Linked DNA regions of Mus musculus: all the other regions are linked to region 5. A link is a contact called in public HiChIP or PLAC-seq and promoter capture Hi-C data. All regions are on one chromosome and are shown on one strand. Each heading gives the region's core, a stretch centred on a gene start, on an enhancer-like site or on the middle of the called end of the contact. The rest is flanking DNA. Distances are from core to core; before and after follow the strand shown.

The links. Promoter capture Hi-C pulls out the DNA fragments that hold promoters and counts their contacts. HiChIP or PLAC-seq counts read pairs in DNA pulled down with a chosen protein or histone mark.
Region 1: a contact with region 5 is called in an H3K27ac HiChIP or PLAC-seq map of embryonic stem cells, with 5 times the contacts expected there. The contact joins the enhancer-like site here to the promoter of Ccdc3 in region 5. A contact is called at or near these places in 12 of 39 promoter capture datasets (the 3T3-L1 cell line, 3T3-L1-derived adipocytes, the HPC-7 cell line and 6 more), 1 of 15 datasets of contacts at CTCF or cohesin (large pre-B cells), 1 of 484 Hi-C or Micro-C datasets (embryonic stem cells), 6 of 115 datasets of contacts at active chromatin or transcription factors (craniofacial prominence, embryonic basal ganglia, embryonic stem cells and 1 more) and 2 of 9 other capture datasets (adipose tissue and embryonic stem cells).
Region 2: an HNF4G HiChIP or PLAC-seq map of pancreatic cancer cells shows a contact between it and region 5. The contact joins the enhancer-like site here to the promoter of Ccdc3 in region 5. A contact is called at or near these places in 10 of 39 promoter capture datasets (the 3T3-L1 cell line, the C10 cell line, cranial neural crest and 6 more), 4 of 115 datasets of contacts at active chromatin or transcription factors (craniofacial prominence, embryonic stem cells, pancreatic cancer cells and 1 more) and 1 of 9 other capture datasets (embryonic stem cells).
Region 3: a contact with region 5 is called in a promoter capture Hi-C map of stem cell-derived epiblast-like cells, with 3 times the contacts expected there. The contact joins the promoter of Proser2 here to the promoter of Ccdc3 in region 5. A contact is called at or near these places in 3 of 39 promoter capture datasets (hippocampal neurons, pre-B cells and stem cell-derived epiblast-like cells) and 1 of 115 datasets of contacts at active chromatin or transcription factors (pancreatic cancer cells).
Region 4: a contact with region 5 is called in a promoter capture Hi-C map of liver, with 8 times the contacts expected there. The contact joins the promoter of Camk1d here to the promoter of Ccdc3 in region 5. A contact is called at or near these places in 14 of 39 promoter capture datasets (the 3T3-L1 cell line, the C10 cell line, cranial neural crest and 6 more), 2 of 484 Hi-C or Micro-C datasets (both in embryonic stem cells), 12 of 115 datasets of contacts at active chromatin or transcription factors (craniofacial prominence, embryonic fibroblasts, embryonic forebrain and 6 more) and 1 of 9 other capture datasets (embryonic stem cells).

Annotation. Positions count from the first base shown.
Region 1 is chr2:5,810,917-5,813,637 of GRCm38.p6, forward strand. The region is part of intron 6 of Cdc123 (cell division cycle 123); the gene reads right to left. Among named protein-coding and RNA genes, the nearest start is that of Gm29984, 13 kb to the right of the region's middle. Within about 2 kb of position 1,290, at least 23 of the 459 cell types and tissues checked have an H3K27ac peak or open chromatin away from gene starts, as enhancers often do. A contact at or near this core is called in adipose tissue and embryonic stem cells, where this site is marked.
Region 2 is chr2:5,768,420-5,771,214 of GRCm38.p6, forward strand. No RefSeq gene overlaps it. Among named protein-coding and RNA genes, the nearest start is that of Gm29857, 42 kb to the left of the region's middle. Within about 2 kb of position 1,457, at least 53 of the 459 cell types and tissues checked have an H3K27ac peak or open chromatin away from gene starts, as enhancers often do. A contact at or near this core is called in pancreatic cancer cells, where this site is marked.
Region 3 is chr2:6,128,843-6,131,542 of GRCm38.p6, forward strand. It overlaps Proser2 (proline and serine rich 2), which reads right to left and starts at 1,343. Exons shown (of 4, transcript NM_144883.4): 1 at 1,200-1,343.
Region 4 is chr2:5,713,350-5,716,049 of GRCm38.p6, forward strand. It overlaps Camk1d (calcium/calmodulin-dependent protein kinase ID), which reads right to left and starts at 1,413. Exons shown (of 11, transcript NM_177343.4): 1 at 797-1,413. The coding sequence starts at 888.
Region 5 is chr2:5,136,263-5,139,031 of GRCm38.p6, forward strand. Ccdc3 (coiled-coil domain containing 3) reads left to right here and starts at 1,514. Exons shown (of 3, transcript NM_028804.1): 1 at 1,514-2,045. The coding sequence starts at 1,672.

The sequences.
Region 1 (2,721 bases), core at 40-2,539, 670 kb after region 5:
CATGAAGCATTGCTTGCTGTTGAGTACTACGCAGGCGCATTTAATCCTCAACACAGCACAAGCAGCTCCAGTAACCTCCATTTTCCTGTCAATGGGCAAAGAATCTAAAATTCAAAAAAGTCCAAGCTTGGCAAATAAGCTAGGACGATACACAACTCAGGCTGACCAGCTCTGAGTGACGGTAAGTCTGTCCACTCTCGGTGTCCGTCCTGCTGCGGAGTCAGCAGGCTGCATACTGTTCTATGACATCAGCTCTGCCACTGAGAGCCACGCAACATGGCTATGCTCCATCTTTAGTGAAGGTAGGATGGCAGCACCATCCACCTTAGTGATAACCCTGAGGAGTACACTGAGGACTGCTCTGTGGACAGTAGCTTGGCCACAGAAAGCCACAATGTCTGTCATTGCAAAAGACCTTGGACAGAACCATACAACCCTCCGTTAAGCATCCCCTCTAAGGACTGTTTCATGAACAATAAAATAGAGTATTACAAAACGCCCATCTGTGCCAAGCCCTGGACTAGGCACCAGGACCACAAATCACCTAGGACCCCAAAGTGCTTTATGAGGCATGACAGAGGAAGCTAGCAGGTACACAGATCATTTCAGAACACCAGGGAGAATAAAATACTCCGATGGAACAAACAAGGAAGCAACTTGCTGGCTGTCATGTGTGGGAGGGAGAGGAGGAAGTAGAAAGGGGATCCACTTTGAGGCAAAGGGAAACATGCCACAGCAGGACAGGAATATGAAGACAAGAACCCCATGAGATTAGCAGGCATGGGTGTGCATCAGCAATGAAGATGGGTGAAAGCTGTGGACACCGAGCGCTGGTTACTTTGTGTCTCTTTCACCCAAACTAGAGTCACCTGAGAAGGGGGAGCTTAGTGGGAGCCTACCTCCATCAGACTGGCCTGTGCACAGGTCTGTGGGGGCATTTTCTCTTTTAATTGATGATTGATACGGGAGGGTCCAGTCCACTGCGAGCAGCGCTATCCCGGGCAAGGAAGCTGTCCTTGTTTAAGGAAGTAGCTAAGCAAGGCATGGGGAGCAAGTCAGTAAGCAGCCCCCCCCCACCCCCCCGCCCCGTGGCCTCTGCTTTAGTTCCCGCCTTAGCTTCCCTTGATAATGACTCTAAGCAGGAAGACGAAATAAATCCTTTGCCTCCCCAAGTTGCTTTGGGTCTGTATTTTATCACAGCAACAGAGAAACAAAGCAAACCAGGACAAGGGGGAAAGCCCAGGTGATCCGTCCCTCTACTGCTACTCATCTTTATTTGTTTTATTTTATTTTATTTTTTGGATTTTCAAGACAGGATTTTTCTGTGTAGCCCTGGCTGTCCTGGAACTCACTCTGTAGACCAGGCTGGCCTCGAACTCAGAAATCTGCCTGCCTCTGCCTCCCAAGTGCTGGGATTAAAGGAGTGCGCCACCACCGCCTGGCTCATTTTTACTTTTAATTTACCACTGACATGCATTATTGTAGGGAGCTTGACAAAATTGGTGGGAAAAAAAGGTAGTTGTACATGTGCATCACTCGTAATATGTAATATACAATTGTGAAAACCGAGCATGAAGAAAACAAGAGCACTTCCCCCCTTGTGGCTATTACGGTTGGAAGTAAGATGGCCCTCACACGTTCATGTGTTCAATACGTGTCTCCAGCTGTAAGCCCGGGAACTCAGCAGTGGGGTGAGTGTATGAAGTCAGACCAAGTCTCTGCTTCCCCGGCACCAGGAGGCGGGTAGCTCTCCGCCATACTGCTCTGCCTCACTGTGGGCACAGAGCCACGAGGCCACCACTGCAGTTAAGGCCCCTGAACTGTGAGCAGAACTAGATCCTCCTCCTCTTGCTTTGTCACAGGAGAAGGATTCAGCTAACAGATGTGCTGACCAATGAAAGACAGGATTTCTCGGGCACAGAGAAATCTTTTAAAGGCTGTCTTGAAGGTAGTGGGTAGTGAGGTATTGAGGTTTATGCTCAGCAGGCATGAAGCCTTGGATCCAGTTTGAGGAAGGGAAGCATCGAGCCATTCAAACACAAACCCAGTGTAAAAGCCTTTGGCCTCCCTGACTCTGTGGCACGTTGGCACTCTGCAATCATTTATGTTTTCACATTGCAAACAGTAACAATTGTGGTCAACTTGACTAGCTGAAATCCAGAGAACACAGACTTCTAGAACCACTAATAACTGGGAACCAAATGATATAATCTACAACACGTTTCAAAAGAAAGGTACACAGTGTGCTTTATTAAGCTGCCAATGGCCTTTCTGTTTTTACAGTAGCAAATGTTTACGTGTGCCATGTACTACTGAGGTAACAAGGGTGAAAGGAGCATTCAGTCAGAAGGTACACTATGACTCTCATGGATGGAGGTGCTAGAACTCTTACTAAAACTCCTGGGTTAAGTTTAGTGGGGAGGCACAGGGAGGCTGGGGGTGGGGATAGAGGGGATAGAGGAGAGAGAGAGAGAGAGAGAGAGAGAGAGAGAGACAGAGAGAGACAGAGAGAGACAGAGACAGAGACAGAGAGAGAAATACTTAATACACACACTGACAAGACTTTAGCCTCAAGCAGGACTCGTGTTGAAAAGGAAAACAAAAGCTATCATTAACCAAATTTTCTTTCCATAAGAAAGTCAGGAAGTGTCTGTTACCGCGCCCTACCACTCAGAGGTGCAACCTGAGGACCTCATTGCCCTTAAAAGCAAAAATCCCTTG
Region 2 (2,795 bases), core at 207-2,706, 630 kb after region 5:
GAAATATGGTCAAAGGAACAGTGTCAGTCAAATATGAACCAGAAGGGGAAGCCATTAGGCTGTGCAAGCAGAAAATTGTAGAACCAGAAGCCTGAACTTTTGTTTCACTAGGCTCATTTATATTTCAAGAAAGGCTCTTCTGGAAAAACTCACAGCTCTCTGAAGATATTTAGCTCCATTTAGCAGGGCCTTTGGTCCATCTCATCTTACTCCACAGTGTTGAATCCACTTACATGTAGCAGTGACACACACTGTGATTGACACCAGCAATTTTCAGAGCCCAGCCTGGTGCTTTGTCAAATGATCCATCTCTAGCCATCCCCTAGGGATTTCCTACCAATAAGAAAGGAAAATGGCTGAACTCAAAGATCTGAAGCATGTGCTATTTGTCAGAGGCAAAAATTGGGACATGAGACCAGACTGATAAGTAAAATTATATTTTTTTCAGAACCAAACAGGAAGAATATTTAAAATCAAGCCATTCTTGCCAATTCAAGATAAATGTAACCAATATTGTTCTGGGGTACCCGTGGAAGCATGACAAGATGAAAATCTGAGGTCCTCGGCCAGGGGTGATTTCCTTGTTGATGGACCCCTTCTGGTCCCAGAGACTCACCCTCCTCTTATCAGGGTGAGTACCCAGGGTGTTCCCACTGACTCACTCCATAAGTCCACATTCCTTACATATTTGTTTGATGGTTGCATATGACAGCCTGGATCAGGGCCAGATGGCTATGTAGAAAGCATCAAACCCAACCTCTTCTCTCTTATCCCTGGTGGTTTAGTTCTGGTCCCACACTGTCTGCCCTACTTAACCAACAAGTTCTGCAGCTGGAAAGCTTGGGAATTGTAATGCTAGTGTGATCTTCGGAGTAGAGGGGAGTGGCGGTGGATAGAGCATCTTACTAACATTTGTAGCTACTTATCAAAAGTGTTTCTGCTTACCTCCTGTAGCAGTCTGCTTAGAAAGGCCAGGCCAGATGCAGTGGCACACACCTGTAAACCCAGAACTTGGGAGGTCGAGGTGGAAGGATTAGGGGTTCAAAATCATCCTTGATTACATAGTGAGTTCATGAATTCAAAATAAACAAATAAACAAGGTCTGAAAAGTACAACATTCTATCTTGTTACAACCCCTGTGTTATTTTGATGTTTCTTATTGAGTAGGACCCTCAGCAACCATAGAGCTAACTGGTCTACCTCTTAATGAATTCTGAACATGACCCCTTAGAAGAACAACAATTCTAAGGATTTACACCCACAACATACACTCTTATACCCACCTTCTGTTTCCAGGGCTCCTGCCTGGAAACAACATCATCATTGGCCTTGGCCACAAGAATGCCCTGGTGTCAGATGAGAGATAAAGATAAGAGCTGCAGGCCTCCCTTCCCCCAGGACATTGTGTCATATTCAGGAAGTCCTAACCAGAGGCTGATAAGAGCTGGGCAGATTCACTTCCCCAGAGATAGTTTCATACCCAATGATGCTGGTTCTGGATCCAGAAAGACAGTAGAGCCTTGCCACATAGCAACAGGGATGTACTAGAGAGAGGTTTATTTCACTTTAAGGACACATGCCTCTCATTCCACTCTCACAACAAATATCAAAAAATGTGGTGGTTCAGGCCTTTGAGTGCAGCACTGAGGAGGCAGAAGTAGTTGACATCTGTGAGTTCAAGACCAGCTTGCTCTACAAAGAAGATTCCAGGACAGCCAGGGCTACACAGAGAAATCCTGTCTCGAAACCTCCCTCCACCCCAACAAAAAGAAAGAGAAAAGGAAAAAGTGGTTCTGTCCCAGAATTGAAAAATCTGTGACTGCTAGACTGGCTTAATTTCTGATTCATCTGCTAATCCAGGAACATCCAGTGATATGCTAACAGGCTTGTTGGGGTTTATGTAGCTAACATCACTTACCTTAGAGTTCAGAGTCAGCCTTCCTTACACAAATGAGTTATTACAGCTCCACTGAGTTTCCTAGTTATACTGCCAATCTCCCCATGTTTAATTAAGGAACAGCAGAAAAACTCCCAAATTCACCGTTAGTTGGGATGCAGTTACTATAACAAACACTTGAATTAAGGAAACCAAGGGTCTGAGGTTTAAATCAACAACTACAAAACACAACAGAGAGAGGACAGAGCACATGGCCCTCTTACTCCACTGGGACCTGGGGAGAAGATCCAGTGTCTTCAGTCACAAGCCAGGTGTCACTTTAGCTGCTGTTAATAGGAAAAATTTAGTTGGAAGGCACAGCATAGTTAAAGGATATAAGAGGAGAGTCTCCATCATTAAAAACTCATACAGTGATTCAGACTTTTGTCTCCATGGAAACAACATCATCAGCTCTGCCAAGTGTCTCCACTCCAAGTACAAGGACCTAAAAGTAGGGAAAGCCTTTCATTAACTAAGCCAGGCGCCATCTTGTGGTAAGTCTCTTAGCAACGTGGAAGAAGCCACAGACTAAATGTTTCCCAAAATTATCTGTAGTGGACAAAACATCCGGAGCTTTTCCTTCCAACTAAGAACTAAGAAAGAGCCCATAACACTCTTCCGGGGATCTAAGAGTTAGCAGTTGTGATTTCTTCACCCCAAAGTCAGCAATCTTTAGAAAAAAAGGAAGAAAATTTGAGGAAGTAACTCAGCAGTTTTACGAAAGATATTCTTTAAATGACAGTGTACACCCCTTTTATTGGAGAAGCTTCACCCAGCGAGTCAGGGCCTGGGCCCTGTTGCTCCGTTTCCTGTCTGGATGGTTTAAAGGGAAGAGTGTGTTCCACATGTGGTCATGGAA
Region 3 (2,700 bases), core at 93-2,592, 990 kb after region 5:
TTTTAAATTATCAGGATCCAAAATTTTCCAGTGAGAAGCTCACTGGAGTCACTGTTAAAAGGAACCAGTCACCGAGAAAAAGGCTATTACTGGTCTGGGCAAGAAAATACAGAAGATTCCATACATACGCTGTCAAGCCTGGCAAGAAAGATCGTAGCCCGACTTCCACCCTTCCCACCCAGCCCCAAGTAAATAGGGCATTTGTTTGTATTTCCACATTGGCCGCACCATTGGCCGCACCAACGAAAGTACCTCCTCCACCTAGGAAAACAATCTGGAACATTCAGGCATGGAATATGAGGGCAAAGTTTTAGTACACACTGGAGCACCTCACAGAAAATTATTTTTCCTAAGAGTCTGTCCTTCAAGCACTTCCCAGAGTTTACACTTAATACCTGGTTTGGTATTTCTAGATCGTTCTAGGACAAAGCTTCTTGTTGTTATCTATTAAAACTGGAGCCAGAGGGAATCTTCCCACAGCGGGACTCGAAAGTTTTACTCTTTAGGGGGACACACACACACAAACCCCTCTTCATTGTCTCCTTTGCACCAAATAGGTTCAGGCAGAGTTGTCCTGTGGTTAGGTGCCTAGAGGGGGTTAGTTACTTAAATTTAGAATCCGTAAAACAAAAGTTGAGAAACTTTCCGTCTCAGGGAAACGCTGCAGTTTATTTGACTGCCTTTTGTTAAGCCCTGTCTCATTAGCCACATATTCGGTCTTTCTAACCCTACCGTCCCAGGTCTCCCGGCAGACCCACACAAACATCCCCGCGCGATTCAGTTACCTGCGGGGAACCGGCGGGGGCATGGAAAACCTGCCGAAGGATTCGCTCAGGATACTGGTTTAACAGGTGGCTCTGGCCATCTCCGGGTTTCAGCCTCGCAAAGGACACGGTCCTCACGCGCAGTCCGCTCCAGGAAAGGTAAGGGACCAAAGACTCAACTCAGACAACACGCCACGAGCCACTCTCGCTCTCGGGAAAACCCCTAGGTGAAAAGCCACACGTCGCGATCCCCGAAGCCCCAGGATGGAGGCCAACCGGTGGCACTGACCTCGGCGACGACAGAGCCCCAGCTGCGCGCAAAGGGCTTCCCCAGTTACCAAGACCCGGACCGGGAGCCCTGGATGATCCCGACAGCTGCTGCCGCTCCCGGTGTCCCGCGCTTGGCCTGGCCTCGCTCAGTAGGGCGGAACTCACCGAGCCAAGTCCCCTCCGCGGGTCGCAGGTGTCCACGCCGACTGAGACCCTCGGGGCTCACGCCGTCCTCCGGCCAGCAAGTCGTGCACGCACGCACGCCGATCGTCCCGGGCTGCCTGGAGCGCGCTCCCCAGGGCGTCCAGCACCTCCCCGCCGCGCGCTCTCGGCGGCCGTGCGCGCTCCGCCGCCCAGCGCTCTGCACCTCTGCCGCGCGTTCCTGGCGGCCGGACTCCAGTCGGCCAGAGGTAGTCTGCGCGTCCCCGCGATACTTAAAGGGCCAGCGCCCAAAGCCCTTGGCTGTGCCTGTCAGGCCTTCTCGGTCTACTTGTGAGACTGAATTGAGCATGAGCAATCGTAATACCAATGTGCTTTTGAAGTCCTGAATAAGAAGGGACTTCTCCAGCAACTCCACCACTAACTTTGAGAGTTTCGTTGTTGTTGTTGTTGTTGTTTTAAAGTAGAATTTCATTATGTAGGATGGCTTCAAGTTCATGATCCTCCTGCCTCAGCCTCCTGACTTCTGAGATTACAGGCATCCAACAACAATATCCTGAAGAGATTATTTTCATTTAATAATAATGACTGTTATTTATGAAATACGTATACTTTCAAACAAGACACATAACATACATTATTTTGTTTAATTCATTTAGACAATGTTTGTGGGGTCGTGGGGTTAAGTCTTTCTTTGTTTTTGTTTTTTTGAAAAGGGATCTCATTATGTAGCCTTGGCTGGCCTGGAGCTCACTATGTAGACTAGGCTGGCCTCCAATTCAGAGAGAGCCAATGCAGGCTGAGATTAAAGGCGTGTGCCACCACGCCAAGCTCTATTCATGTTTAATGAACTTGTAAGCATTGTCCATATGTGAGTTACTTATGTGATGTTCCCATATGTGTGCACACTGAACAGGGTTTTTAGCAGAGTAAACATGGCCAGCTCCTTAAATATTTATCATTTGCTTGTCATGAAAAATGTCAAAATCCTTCTTGCTTTTTTTTGAGGATTTTGTTTCTTTTGGTTCATTCATTCATTCATTCATCCACTCATCCATTCCTTCATTCGTGTGTGTGTGTGTGTGAGAGAGAGAGAGAGAGAGAGAGAGAGAGAGAGATGCTTCAAAAAGTGAAGGTCAGCCGACAGCCTTCAGGAGCTGGTCCTCTCTTGCCCTCACGAGGGTCAGAGTTCAGGGCTCAGGGCAAGTGCCTCAATCCAATGAGCCATTTTCTTGGCCAGCCAGGTCCTTTGACTTCTTATGGTTATTTTACAGAGAGGGATTTTTGAGGTCGACGAGGCTGAAGAAAGGCCCCGGTTTTGATCCTGTTGATTGTTGGGATATCTTTACCACCGGGGGGAACATTTCTGAGTAGCTAATAGTAATAGCTCATTGTTGTGGCAGCCTTTCCCAACCGGGCAGAAGCTAATGTTCTCAGCGAGAAAGCCAGGGCCATGGATTTTATTCACTGTAATGCTTGGTGTGGCTCGAATGACAACCTGTACCCC
Region 4 (2,700 bases), core at 163-2,662, 580 kb after region 5:
AGGCGCTTCAAAACAAAACAAAGCCAACTCATGCGCAGGAAGGGAACTGCAGCTGTACTGAGTGGCACATGTTCAGAGCTCTGATGACACACACTTTTGATTATTTCTGCTTTCTGGAGATGTAACCATCAAGCATGAGCCCCGGAGAGAACCGCCCCTAAAGACTCACTGATCCTCCTCCCACCCGGACATGAACCCCAGCGCCGGGCATCTGACCCTATGGTGAGATGTACACACAGATGAAGCTCTGACCACATGTCACTCTGAATACTGCGAAATTCTTCCCTCCCATCATCCTGAGGCCAGCCAAAGTCTTGTCTACACCTAGTACGTGCATATGTCAATTCCATAGGAATATATGATGTAAGGGTAGGACCAAAAGCTGAATTTCCTCGTGACCACTTTCGTCGGCCCAGTGCGCCCATACACACGATGAGTAAGTGCACACAGCCAGCGATCAGCGAGATCCACCATGCTCAGCCCACAGTCACGCGTGGGGAGAAAATCAGTGGAGGGCGGTGGTGGCAAGGGAAAAGGAAAGTCGCCCGCCCGCGTGGGCTGTTCTCTGCGCGCCCTGCGCTCCCCTCCCCCGCCCAGGAGAGGTGTCAACCGTGGGCGCAGACCCACGCGGTGGACTCGCGGAGGGTCTCCATAAGAGCGGACTATGGGACAATGAGGACGCATCGACCAGCCAGTTTCTGCCGCGGTGGCGGTGGCGACGGTAGCAGCAGGAGCAGCCGACGCTGCTGCCGCCACCGATGCTACTTCCACCCGCTGGTCCCCAGCACCCACTTACGTTCCGAGGGTCTCCTTGAACTCGAAGATCTTCTTAATGTCTTCTGCTTGCTTTTTCCAGGAGGAGCTGCTCTCGCCGTTCTCCCGGGCCATGGCAGACTAATGCTGTAGGGCGGCCGAGGGTTGCGCTGGGGAAGGGGCGCCGGAGGCGCGGCGCGGGCTCCGGGGGATGCCCGGCGCCGGGATGCGGAGCGGGAGGATGCGGAGCGCAGGGAGGCTCGGGCTGCCGCAGAGCTTCCTCTTCGGCAGTTTCCTCTTTCGCCTTGGCTGCTGCCGCCGCGGTCCCTCCCTGGCTCTAATTTCTACTGCTCTCCGGCAAAGACTTCCTGCCTCTGCCGCCGCCTGCCAGCCTCACTTTCTGCTACTTTCTTGCCTGGCTCCTGCTCCCTCCCCGCCGCCCGCCCCACTCCCCCAGCCCGCCTCCTCCCGCGGGCTCCCCGCCCTCCCAGTGCACCCGGCAGCCTCCCCGCCTCCCGCGAGGCGGCCTTCGGGGATGTCCCGCTCCCCCTCCCCTCCCCAGGAGCTCCGTGCTTGGGCGCCGGGATGCAGCACTTGACCACGGAGCCACGCACGCTCCCAGGCCGTCCGCGCACCCTGGGTCCCCGGGCGAGGGCGGGTGGGAGAACCCAGCAGGTGCAGGGCGCCGGAACGCGCGGGGGAGCCCTAGCCTTTAGGGAGCTTTATTATGAAGTCAATGCTGGGGGCGCCCGGGCTTTCCCTCTTCGAGCAGGAGGGGGCGCCTCTGCTTGGCGCTCGGAAGCTCTCGGCAAGGTGGGGTTGCGCGGCTCACGGTTGCGGGGCGCCCAGGGCGGGGCGCCTTCGCATACCCAAGAGCCGGTGACCCAAGCCTGCTGTGCAGGAGGGCGGGTGGGGGCTTGTTGTCAAGGCAATGGGCGGCGGCCTGGATGGAGCCATCGGCAGGCGGGCGTTGACTCCTGGCCGCAGCTTTGCCCCAGCAGGCGCTCCCGGAGCTCGGCAGTCACCTCCGGACTCCGCTGCTGGAGCTAATTCGCATTGCACCAAAATCTGCTTCACGTCAGTTTTGGAGCAGCTAAAGGAAACCTCGGGATGTATCGGACAGGCACGCCCAAGACGAGCCAATCACCGCCTGGTGGTCCCTTCCGGAGTAAAACTCCAGGGGTTATTTGGCGGCCAAGTGATGGGTGGATGCGGGACATGGTGGCTGGCCTGGCCCAGAACTGGAGTGACTGGACTGACTAGTGTTTGAACCCTTCTGATTTCCTCTTTCTCACTTTACTCCTGATGCTCTGAGGCCGTGGCCAAATTACACCGATTCAATGGAAAGACGCCTCTCTCTAGCGCCTTCCCCCATCAGCATACCCCGCAAGTGGCTTACTTAGAAGGTTAAGGTAGAAGCAGAGATACATTTTCCTCAGGCCTCTGGTCTCCAGAGTGAACTTTGACCTGCCCACTCTCACCTGGTATTCACCTGTTAGAGGACAGTAGGCAGCGTTTCCAGTTGGTCCTTTGGTTCAACTGGCAGGGACTACTACCTCATGATAGGAAATGTTAAGTTTTCTTTGTAGCAAGACTTCCTCTCCCTTAGAGCTGTTCGGCTGAATTGAGTAAACAGCCCTGTCTCTTAACTGGGGACACCTGTCCCATTTTCCCAGGACTGTTCCAATTTGAGAGGGGGGAGGAGGAGGAGGTGTGAATCTGCTTTCAGAAAAAGAAATCCCCCCCCCCCAACACCTCCCCATTGGTTCAGACTGGCCAGAGGCTCTGCCTTGGAGCCCTTTGTGGACTCCCAAGGAGGTTAGAAGAAAAATCTACCTATCCCTAGATTCTCAGTGCTGTTTTCCACGTTTCTTTGGCCCTTAGTCCTAAGCTCTTGAAGCTGAGAACAGCAGAGAAGAGGGTTATAACCATTGGTTGTTTAGGAGT
Region 5 (2,769 bases), core at 264-2,763:
ATATTCTCTTCACCTCATCCTAGGACGGCTCTTCTCTCCAGGTCCTGGAACAACTCCGGATCCCAATCCTGCAAACCCCAATGAGAAGCTTCCAAACAATCTTCTAAGGGCAACTTTGCTTAAAAATCTGCTGAAAATGCATTAAATACATTATGTATATTATGATAATGATATATGGCTAACACCCATAACATATAATTAATACACTTACACACAGGTATTCTCTCTCTCTCTCCTTCCTTTCTTCCTTGCTCCCTCCCTTCCTCTCTCTCTCTCTCTCTCTCTCTCTCTCTCTCTCTCTCTCTCTTTCTGTCTTTCTTTCTTTCTTTCTTTCTTTCTTTCTTTCTTTCTTTCTTTCTTTCTTTCTTTCCTTCTTTCCTTTTTTTGGAGACAGTTTCTTTAGCCCATGCTGGACTCAAATTCCCTGTGAAGCCTCCCTGTGTAGGTGAGAACAGCCCTGAATGTTGATCCTCCTGCCTTCATCTCCCAGTACCGGGTGTTTGCCACTGTGCCCCTCTGGTGAGGTGCTAGGGATCAAGTCCAGGGGGTGATGGATGCCAGCCAGCACACTGGTAATGGAGCCACACCCCCAGCCTTCTTGTGATTGATTCTCATTACACCAAGAATAGTAAAGGCAATGGAGGCTGGGCACTTTTGAGGGTTTTGGTCTCTTCTATTTTACCCACTAACTAGTGAAAAGCTTTTTTGAATTTATGGGTGAAGTTGCTTCCCAGGTATAGAACTTTCTGAATTTGGGGCTGTATAAAGCAGTTAAGCTTAAATAAATAAATAAATAAATAAGCCGTGAACAATGGATTTTCAAATCTTTATAGGGATTCTTTTGACATTATTATTACAGAAAACTCAATGTGTGTGTGTGTGTGTGTGTGTACATGATAGAGAGAGATGAGAGGGAAAGGGGATGAGGAGAGGAGGGGAGGGTGAAGGGGAGGGGGAGGAGAGGAAAGGGGAAGGAGGAGAGGGGGAACAGACAAGAGAGGAGGAGGGGATGAGGAGATAAGAGGGAAAGGGAATAGAGGAAGGGAGGGGCAGAGAAAGAGAGGAGAAAGGGAAGGAGAGAAAATATTATTCTACACGAAGTTCTGGGAAGATAAACTCAGATTTGATTTCTATGTGCTTTGATTCTAAGTCACTTGCATTGAAAACTTAAGACTCCTGCAGAGCACTCCACTGTACAAACTGAGAGCAATAGTAGGAACACCTGCCTAGGGAAAAACTCTACTGGCAAGCTCTGACCTAGCCCATAGTTGGGTGCTACAAACCAGTTAGGTCTGGTGGTCAAGGCGTTGTACGCACATCTCCTCTAGTCACCCTGGAGTCCCAGGGCGCAGGGGTTCGTCCCTTCCTCCCGGGAGTTCTGCACGGGCCGGTTGCGGGGTTGACGGACTCCCCGCCCCTGCCGCGGTCCACGCCCCAATCTCCGCCCGTCCCGTCGCGTCCTCTGGACCCTTTTTAAGCGTGGCGGGGCGAAGGCCCGGTCATGGTGATCCAGGCCGAAGAGCTAGCCGTGCACCCAGCTCTCCGGAGCGCGTGCAGGCGAGCCGAGCGCCCCGTCCGCGGTTCTCGGGCAGGCGCTGCGGGCTCCCCGGCTCCCCGCCGTCCCGGGCACCCGGGCGGGCCATGCGCCCGGGCTAGAGCGTAGCCGCCGGCATGCCGCTCCCGCTGCTGCTCGCCGCGCTCTGCCTCGCCGCCTCCCCGGCGCCCGCGCGCGCCTGCCAGCTGCCGTCGGAGTGGAGACCCTTGAGCGAAGGCTGCCGCGCCGAGCTAGCCGAGACCATCGTGTATGCCAAGGTGCTGGCGCTGCACCCCGAGGTGCCTGGCCTCTACAACTACCTGCCGTGGCAGTACCAAGCTGGAGAGGGAGGGCTCTTCTACTCCGCCGAGGTGGAGATGCTGTGTGACCAGGCGTGGGGCAGTATGTTGGAGGTGCCCGCCGGCTCCCGGCTCAACCTTACTGGTCTGGGCTACTTCTCCTGCCACTCCCACACGGTGGTCCAGGACTACTCTTATTTCTTCTTTGTAAGGTGAGCCTGCCCCCCTCTGCGGGCTACCTGCAGCAGGTTAGGAGCGCCCCGGGGGATCCGTTCCCCCTCCCCCAAACTAAACCACGTCCTAGGCTCTTCTCATTCTTTCCTTGCTCTGACCGCCCTTGGCTAAAGCTGTTTAAGATACAGTGATGCCTTTGGAGTTTATATGTATAGACCGGGTTAAAGACAAAAAGGTTAATAACGTGCTCTTGTTTATGAGATCGGATTTTTCTGTGATCTTCCTGCCTCAGCCCCTGAGTAGGGGGATTACACGCTACCACACGCAGCTATCAAAGTGCTTTCCAATCACTCATTTGATGTTTTGAGAAAGATGACCTTTGCCATCAGTTGTTGGGATTCTTTCTGGCTTTGAACTTCTTTGTATAAGTTTCGAGCCAGTTCTGAGTCCACTCTCACGCTGCTCCCCTCCACCAGTTCCTATCTGGATAAAAGTGGGAAGCAAATCGTGACAGAAGCTCGCGAAGCACCTGGGAAAGTCCTGTCATTTAATGTACACCCAAGCTCTCCTTTCCTACCCACCTTGATGCCAGAAAGCAGCCCCCCCCCCCCCCCCCCGTGCGCTGTCTTGTCTTGCTCTCTTATACCAGCTACCCTGTAATTCAAATTAGCAGAGCTTGACTGGGCCCGCTGGTGGGAAAGGTAAAGACCCCGGGTCACAGTGCTTTGAAGTGTGCAGAGGGGGGAACAGGCAGGTGGTGGG